Regions from separate parts of the Sus scrofa genome. Here regions 1 and 3 are each linked to region 2. Evidence: chromatin contacts called from public Hi-C and promoter capture Hi-C data. All regions are on one chromosome and are shown on one strand. Each heading gives the region's core, a stretch centred on a gene start, on an enhancer-like site or on the middle of the called end of the contact. The rest is flanking DNA. Distances are from core to core; before and after follow the strand shown. Region 1 holds the start of CDK19 (cyclin-dependent kinase 19). Region 2 holds the start of MFSD4B (sodium-dependent glucose transporter 1). Region 3 holds the start of AMD1 (S-adenosylmethionine decarboxylase proenzyme).

Region 1 (2,937 bases), core at 313-2,812, 370 kb after region 2:
AAGGGCTGCATACGGAGGTTCCCAGGCTAGGGGTAGAATTGGAGCTGTAGCCGCAGGCCTACACCGTAGCAACGCAGGATCCAAGCCACATCTGCAACCTACACCACAGCTCACTGCAAGGCTGGATCCTTTACTCACTAAGCGAGGCCAGGGACTGAACCTGCATCCTCATAGATGCTAGTCAGATTCGTTAACCTCAGAGCTGCAAGGGGAACTCCCCACAGTTTATTTTTAATTTGCTTGCATGTTTACTTTAACACGTTTTAATCTCCGGATGGAAAAGACCAATTTTAGCTGGTTATCTGCAGCACTTACCATAGTACCTGGAAATAACAGACACTCAGATACTTCACGATTTACTTCAAGATCTGAGGAAATTTTCCAGGAAACTTACTGTTGTAATAAATAAATGAACCCCCTCCCCATCCAGTTTTCCAAGTTTCTTCCAAAACCTAGCAGGCAAGTCACTCTTAACTTTCCTTACCACATTAGGTAGAATTGACTATTTCCTCCTCTTGTGCTTTCACTGAATGTGGTATGTTAAGTCCTATCATAGCACCAATGATTTTTAAGATTGTATCCCAAGCATCTGATACGTTTTAGGCACGCAATAATGAACCAACATTCACCTTAAGGAGATTTAAACATTCTAGGAAAACGTCACTGTTAGGCATAAACCTTAAGACACTCTTTACAATCCAATACAAATGATTGTTTTTAAATTGCTGCATCCTGCAGGCACTTTAATAGTCCTCAGACAGTTGGCCAAAAGCTTGGCTACGGGAATCACTTATGTTAGGAGAAGACTACGACTAGAGCGCCAAGGATGATTGGCTGCTAGGACCTTTAAGTTACAGGTTTTCAGGCCGACGCCGACGGTAGAACCAGGAAACCGCTAAAAGTTCAGTTTTTGAAATACGGTTTTTGCACCGCAAAGAAAAAAGATTAACCTATCAGAAAGAACCTAGCACATCCAATTACCAATCAAGAGCCGGAAAGAAGCCAAAGCAGGGATACCCACGCACCAACGAGGACGTCATTCTTAAGTCTCCGCCAATGAGCTGTTGGATGCGGGACGGGGCGGGAGGCGGACCAACTGCCACCAAAAACAAACAACAATCTGCAGTACAACTGCTCTCACCACAGTCCTCGTCTAGCAAACCACTGGAGGAAACTCGTGGGCAAAGCCCTTGTTAAATACTTTCCACTCTCCTCCTCTCCTGGGGGCAGTTATAATAGAGTACCTTCCTTACACCAGAAAAAGGACCTTCTTTCCACCAGCTTCCACAGACTCGCAGAAAGCACACTGCAAGTTTGCACTTTCTACCTTCACAGGAACTAGCAGTCCAAAGCTACCTGAGGGGGGAGGGGCGGCCTCAGTGCGCAAGCGTGCATGTCTTGTAGAGGCGGGGCTGTAGCGGCCCAAGGTAACCTGGGTATTGTATTTCATTCTACCGCATCACTCAACTGTTCCTGAGGTTTATGGAACTACATTTCCCAGGAGTCTCCGCGGCCTCGGGGGCGGGAGGGATGGTTCGTTAATGAGCTCGAGGAAGCCGCGGCGCGGCCCACCAGGTTCCAAAACAAGGAAATGAAGGGGGAGGCGGGACTGAGGGTGCCTGTAGGAGCCGCAGCCGCCGCCGCTGCCGCCGCCGCCGCCGCCGCCGCAGAGGAGGAGGAGGTGGAGGAGGTGGCCGCCGTGGCCGCCGAGGAGTCCCTTGCTGAAGGCGGACTGCCGGGCGGCGGGCGGCGCGCGCGCGCCCCAGAGGCGGTTGTTGGAGAAGTGGAGCGGCGGTCGCGGGGGGGAGGAGGAGGAGGAGGAGGGACTGAGTGGCGGCGGCCCCCGCGTCCCGGTGCCTCTATGGGGAAAGCAGACAATGGATTATGATTTCAAGGCGAAGCTGGCGGCGGAGCGGGAGCGGGTGGAGGATTTGTTTGAGTACGAAGGGTGCAAAGTGGGACGCGGCACCTACGGGCACGTCTACAAGGCGAGGCGAAAAGATGGGTAAGAGCAGGGGCGGGGGGAGTAGGCTCGTTCGGGTCCTCGCCCTGCCCGCGACCGCGCGGGATGGGTGGGTCGGAGCCCGGACGGGCCAAGCCCGGGGGGCGAGGCGGACGTGGTCCCGGGGCCGCGTCCCGAGGCGGACTCTGAGGGACACGGGTTCTGCCCGCTCGCGCGGGCCCCGTCGCGCCCCTCAAACTCCTGCGGCGCAGCCCCGTCGCGGGGTGTCGGTTTCGTCCCGGAGGGCACCCTCCGCGTGCATGGAACTGGCGGCGGGACTCGAGTTGGGACCTCGGTTGGATGTGGAGTTTGTGGGGCTTTGGTCTCCGGGGGAGACGCAGAGGTCTGGGAGAGCCTTGCGGAGGAGTTGCCGCTCTGGCCCTCGGTTGGTGACGGTCGTGGTGGAACTTCCAATCGGCTGAGCGCCTCCCGGGGGCGGAGGTTTGAAACCTCGCCGAGGTCTCCGTCGGGCTGCCGAGTGCCTGGGTCCTCGCCAGCCTCACGGGTCTGAGCCGTTGGGCACCTTTTCCCTGGGGGCGAGCCAGCGCTCTGGCCCCTCCGCGCAGTCCCTTCAGTCCCTGTGGAAAACCCGGCCACTTCTCCACCTCGCTTCGCCCACCTCCGATCTTGCTTTCTCACATTCTCCATTCCGCACCTTCCCTTGAATGTAGACCTTCTGAGAGACCAACCAGGTTTTGCCCGCAGAACTTAAGAGTTCGGTGTGGTAACCCATCCCATCCTCCAGCAGCCTCCCCTTGGGTATTCTTAGGTTCTCCACTCCATCCTCTGCCAAGTGGCTGCGTGCTGCGGTTTATTGGGCACCTAGATTACCCATAACGGAATTCAAGTGGCACGGAGTTGGGCCAGAACCCTTGTTTTCCTTGGACTTGAAAGAAAATCATAGGAAGCCCGTCCTGATTGTTCTCTTAGGAGGG
Region 2 (2,700 bases), core at 86-2,585:
GAAATTCGTTGCATGCACGCACACACAGAAAATGTTTCCAATTGGCCTACATTTCAAGACTAAGTGATTCTAGTTGCACGCTTTGCTGTATTTCCCCCCCCCCCCCCCCCCCCACAGCGGGCGCAGTCCTCAACTAAAGGCTGGCAGGGAGTGAAGGCTGAGTCCAGCTCTACTCAAATTAGTACCCGCCTGTAAAGCAGTTAACAGGACCTGGCACAGCGTCTGCAATGACTTTTCTTCAAATACAAACACTCTAAGAATCAAGTGTGGCTTAGAAAAAGGTACTATGTGACCAGGAGAGATGCTGCTCAGAGGACTCACCCTCCCAACTACCCAGGATACCAATATTTAGGACAGATGACCAAGGGAGGTTTCTAGGGGGTAAAAAAGGTAATCGCGGGGTGGCCAAGGGGTTTGGCAAAAGACGCTTCTAGTCTTGCAATTCGTTCTAAGAAAAACACTGAAGGATCTGCAAATTTGTTTTAGGTAAAAATTGTAGGCAGGATAAGAGACGGCATTCCTGGCTCAACCACTTAACCAGCCGTATGGTCCGAAAAAGTCACTTTCCCGGGCCTGTTTCCCCAGGCTGCAAAAATGAGGGTTGAATTTGGTCAGCCGAGATGGAGGCAAAAGGAAAAGCAACTTTGTGAAATAATTTGGGGGTTGGTTTGGTGCGGGAGGGTTGAGGGCAGCGAATATAGACCAGCAACCCCTTTTGCATTGCCCCTAATCCCACGGAGGAGAGGTAGAAAGGTTTGCTGGAGTTGGAAAATATATTACGAAAATCGATTTCACACTTGACAATAAACCTCTATAATTCTGTGCCCATTTTTCAGATTACAAAACTGAGGCTCGGGTAGATTAATACACCCAAGGTCAAACAGTCTGCAAGCGGCCAAGACACCGGCTCGGAAGGTCGCGTTCTCTGCAGGACACCTGCTCACGCCTCAGCCCGGGAAGGTTCCAGCCCCCGCTCTCACCAGCCCCAGGAAGGCAGCACACAAGAGGACGGTGATGAACCAGCGCAGCATGCTCCCGGCCCGGTCGCTCCGCCGGGAGCCCACCACCGCCTCTTGCTCATTCTCCGCCGCGGCCTCGGCTTGGAGGAGCCGCTGCCCGGCAGCCGGGGCCCCGGCCCCATGGGGTTCCAGTTCCAGCTCCAGTGTGGCTGTTCGTGAGCAGCGATCTTGCTGCCGCCCGGCTTCTCAGCGGAGCCTCGGGAACTCCGAGCCCTGTCCCAATCCGGCGCCTCCAGACCCAGCGGTCCGGGCTGGCGCCACCTCCCCGGGGGCGGCCCCAGTTAGGGCCCTGGCGTCCAGTTTCGGAACGCGCTAGGTGTCACAGGCTGCGGACTCACGCTCTCTCTTGCGCAGGACGCTTGCGCGGGTCACGTGGCGGAAATGTGGCCTCTTGCCAGCCGCGGCCTCACAGCAAACCGGAAGTTGATAGGGTTGCCCTGGAGACCGGACACAGCGCTCAGGGTTCAGCGTCTCTCTTGGCTGAGCCCGCAGAGGCCCTGCAGGCGGGCGCCCCGAGGCGGAGCGAGCTACAGCTGCAGCCTGGGACCAGAAGAATCAGGAGGTACGATGCAGCCAAGCCGTTAGGAGGAAATAGGGGCCAAGAAATGCTAGTTATGTCTTCGCGCCGGCTCTCCGGGGTCTCCTGGGAGTAGAGGGAATCCCAGGTCTGTCCCTTGTACGACTTTCTAAAATTGCTGCCCCAGTTCCTTTGAGATTTGTCGTTTATTGATTTGTCGTTCATCTGTCACCCCTCAACATTTGTTGAACCACGTATGTAAGCTTTCACTTGTATTATCTCAGTTGATCCTCACTCTAAAATACATGTTATCCTGATTTTACAGATAGGACACTTGAGTCATAGAAAGTAGCAATTTGCCCAAGGTCAATCAGCGAATCTGTGGTTGTGCATAAACAGTGTTAACAGTAGCTCAGGATAGAAATTTGGAACCCAAGTTGCAGTCACAAGCACACTCTCGCCCCAGTCCCTACAAATATTTCCATTGTTGTAAGGAAGTAGGGGCAGAGCTTCAATTTGCAGAATCCCTGAATAAGGTTATGCCAGCGGAGAAGCTACAGCTTTGTCTTAGGTATTCTACCCCAGCGTTTTGCTCTTTGACCAAATAGACCACAGCCTCACAATTCGTAAATATTTTTCTTTATCATCTATCTAAAATGTTCTTTTCCACCTGATTACTCAGCCTTTCATCCACTTAGGCTCCCAGATTATACACACCTGTGTCTCATCATCATTTCCCTTGCAACCCATTTCTCCAGCCCCATCCATTTGGGCATTAAGCCCTTCCCAATTTACCTCAGAAAGCACAGATAGTATGATTTAAGAGAACCTGTCTTAGTGTTTCAGAGTCAGGGACTGACTATCTCTTTGAGAAAAATTTAATGTAGTGGAGACAAAAGGTATATATGTATAGTAAAGAGAATAGAAGGTGATATGGGAGAAGCAGATTAGGTTCAAATTATTTAGGGCTTTATATGCCATACTAAGGAGTTTGAACTTGAGCAACACACTCTTACTGGCATACGAATTTAATAAAACCAAAAATATGTTGTAGGAGTATCAAGCTTCACAGTATTTTATCTTTATGACCTAAAACTGAGCTTGTCATTTTCCTCAATAAATCTGTTCCTACTCTGTGACATTGCATGCTGGTACCACCATCCA
Region 3 (2,700 bases), core at 153-2,652, 320 kb after region 2:
ACTGCTCCCGCCCAATCCCCGCCGGCCGGGCGCCACATGCTGCCAGCGCCGACCGCGGGCGGGAGGCCTGCTCGCCAGCCCCTCTGCCCGGGCAGGCCCCCTCCTCCCGCCTCAAGCGGAGAGAAAGAGTCCGACTCCCGATCAGCCCCCTCCCTCCTCTGTTCCCGACCCGCTCCCTCCCTCTTCCACTCCAGAGGCGGGCACGCCCGAATTAGCGCCTGACTAAGCCCGCCGAGCCACACCTGCCTGGAGGGAGCACGCGCCCACCCCCCGGCGCCAGGCACCCCACCCCGGGCCCCGACAACCTACTCCGGGGCGGGTGGGGGGGAAGTCGGGAGGCGAGGGCAGCCAAAGCACCCCGAGCGGCGCTGCACGCCGTCCCACACGCCGCGCCGGGGACGTTACCTGAGCACGCGGCGGCGCCGGCCTCCTCCCCTCCCCCGGGCAGCGCCCGGCCGGGCAACGGTGGCGGGAGAAGCCGGCTCGGGCTCCGCGTGGACCTGGCCTCTCCCCCCGGCGCCGGGGCCCAGGCCAAGGCCACAAAACGACCCCCGCCCACGGACCTGCCCCCACCAGAAGGCTGCGGGAATCCAGCCCCCGCCCCCTCTCTGCCTAGGGCTACTGCCTTCCAGGCGGCGACAGACCCCATACCCGACAGTGGGCGAGAGCCCCGAGCACCCACCTTGGGATGGTGCGAAGATCCCCAGATCCTTGATTTGCGTCGGGCTGCTGCCTGGAGAACCAAACCTCCAGCAGCTTCTCGGTCCCTTCGAAAAAATGTGCAGCTTCCATCACCGTGAGACTAGCGAACAACCAACAACCACAGAAAATCAACTAAATTAAATCTCTTCTCCCGCCGCTGCCGCCGCCGCTGCGGATTGTTCCAGCTGTGTTACTAAAGTTCAGGTTCCTTTTTTTGCTATAATTTTATATTAACTTTTTTAAAAAAAGGGCTAATAAAATTTTCCCGGCTTTTTTTTTTGTGTGTGTGAGCGAAAGTTGAACGTGAGTCTGTTGGAAATAGAGGCAGATACAGCTCAGTCTCTTGTAGTCCGCTGTTTCCCCGTTAGAGAGAGTAGAGCGAGCGCTAGCTAATGTCGCCGGCCATACTGTGGGAGCGAGGGCGCTGCGTGAGTCGGGAATTTATATACTCCGTCTACCCCCAGAGGCCAGGAAGTGACGTAACGTCCCTCCCCCGCGGCTCATAGCTCCAGTCTCCTGTCAATCACCAGCCGCCCATTTGCGGCTGGCTAGCCGCCCGCCTGCGAGGAGCGCGGGGAGCGGCCCGTGTCCCTGCGGTTCGATTTCGGGGTGGCCCCTGGGCGGGAGACGGTACTCTGTTGTCCGGCTGGGGACTAGGAATCGGGGGTCGAATGTGGAGAGAGTGGCAGAGCGGGGACGGAGTGAGGAAAGGCTGCGTAGCGCTGCGTAAAACAACTGGCTAGCGGGGAACATGGGTGGGTCCTCTGGAGGGTTGGCGGGGTTCGGCGGGGGCGGTGGCCACTGCTGGGATGGCGTGGTGGTTTTGATCCTGTGCACTTCGCCGCGATCGCTGAGGTACTCAGCCATTCTCTAAAGTGTACTTCCCTAAGGCCACCGAAGCCAGGCGTTAAAACTCCACGTTTGTCCGTGACGCACATGTTGCCAAGGGTCGAATTAGAAGGCGCTTTAATTCTGCTCACGCTTTTGCTGATGTGCGAACGAACGCAGTTCTCTTACCGTTTTACACAATAGCCAGAAGCGCTGTCTCCCTATTCAAAAAGGGAAAAGCAACGTGGCGCCCAGCCTTGAAGGACTCCGGCTCTACCTACCTCCCACCATGTGGCTCGCCAAGCCTCGGAGTTGGCGGAGCACAGTAGCTGCCGTGAAGCACTGGCAACTCCGTGCTCAATTAGGTCAACTGGTGGGAATTTCTTCTGCAAAACTATTTCTAGAACCTGATTTATTAAATATAACCTGAAATTGTTTGCATCAAAAGGAGGGGAAAGGAGTTATTATTGCTTGGAGCAATACGGGGGTAAAGGAGGAAAAAAGGAATTATGGAATTATATGAAGTCATCTGTTAGAAACATGAAAATTGTGACGCACTATAAGATTTAAAGAATCAATAAAAATAATAAGTATAATCTGAAATTGCACGGATATTAACAGGGATTCAGGGCTATCACTAGTCGTGATCACTAGACTCATGAATCTATAGTTTCAATAATCAAGTAAAGTGTAAAAATTGTGAAGTCGTAGTCAAACTGTATAACGAGGTGGCAAAATTGTGGAAACAAAGTTGTGACTTTTATTCTGAAATATGGTAAAAACAATCTGACATAAAAATCACCATTGTTACAAGACAAAAGACTCACCGTCCTTAGAGAATTTCCTCAGCTACAAGTGAAATAAGACAACGTTGTTATGTGTGAAAAACTTAATGAAGTAGTTTGGGTTTGTACTCTAGATTCCCTGCAGGGTAGTACTTGTTTTACAACAACATGAATTTGTTCATATTTCTCCGTCAAACTTTGCTGTTGAAAGAAGCTATGTTATGCAGTGGGTACATATGCTACTCTTGCCATGTTTTTAAAAGCATCCAACTCAAACTGGGGATTGGGACAAAAGATAATGAATGTTGCTTATTATAATAATTCAAAGAATGTGGTGGTTATACTTGGAATAAAGATAAAAGAAGTATTTATGTGTTTTACAAGC

Evidence for each region. Promoter capture Hi-C pulls out the DNA fragments that hold promoters and counts their contacts. Hi-C and Micro-C count contacts between places; a contact is called where the count stands out from the background.
Region 1: a contact with region 2 is called in a promoter capture Hi-C map of liver, with 2.8 times the contacts expected there. The contact joins the promoter of CDK19 here to the promoter of MFSD4B in region 2. A contact is called at or near these places in 1 of 5 promoter capture datasets (liver) and 1 of 47 Hi-C or Micro-C datasets (heart right ventricle).
Region 3: a contact with region 2 is called in a Hi-C map of embryonic fibroblasts, with 2.4 times the contacts expected there. The contact joins the promoter of AMD1 here to the promoter of MFSD4B in region 2. A contact is called at or near these places in 1 of 47 Hi-C or Micro-C datasets (embryonic fibroblasts) and 1 of 2 datasets of contacts at active chromatin or transcription factors (alveolar macrophages).

The regions. Positions count from the first base shown.
Region 1 is chr1:76,792,101-76,795,037 of Sscrofa11.1, reverse strand. CDK19 (cyclin-dependent kinase 19) reads left to right here and starts at 1,562. Exons shown (of 12, transcript XM_021091172.1): 1 at 1,562-2,005. The coding sequence starts at 1,878.
Region 2 is chr1:77,157,986-77,160,685 of Sscrofa11.1, reverse strand. It overlaps MFSD4B (sodium-dependent glucose transporter 1), which reads right to left and starts at 1,335. Exons shown (of 5, transcript XM_003121369.4): 1 at 981-1,335. The coding sequence starts at 1,031.
Region 3 is chr1:76,838,150-76,840,849 of Sscrofa11.1, reverse strand. AMD1 (S-adenosylmethionine decarboxylase proenzyme) reads right to left here and starts at 1,402. Exons shown (of 9, transcript XM_003121345.6): 1 at 683-1,402. The coding sequence starts at 792.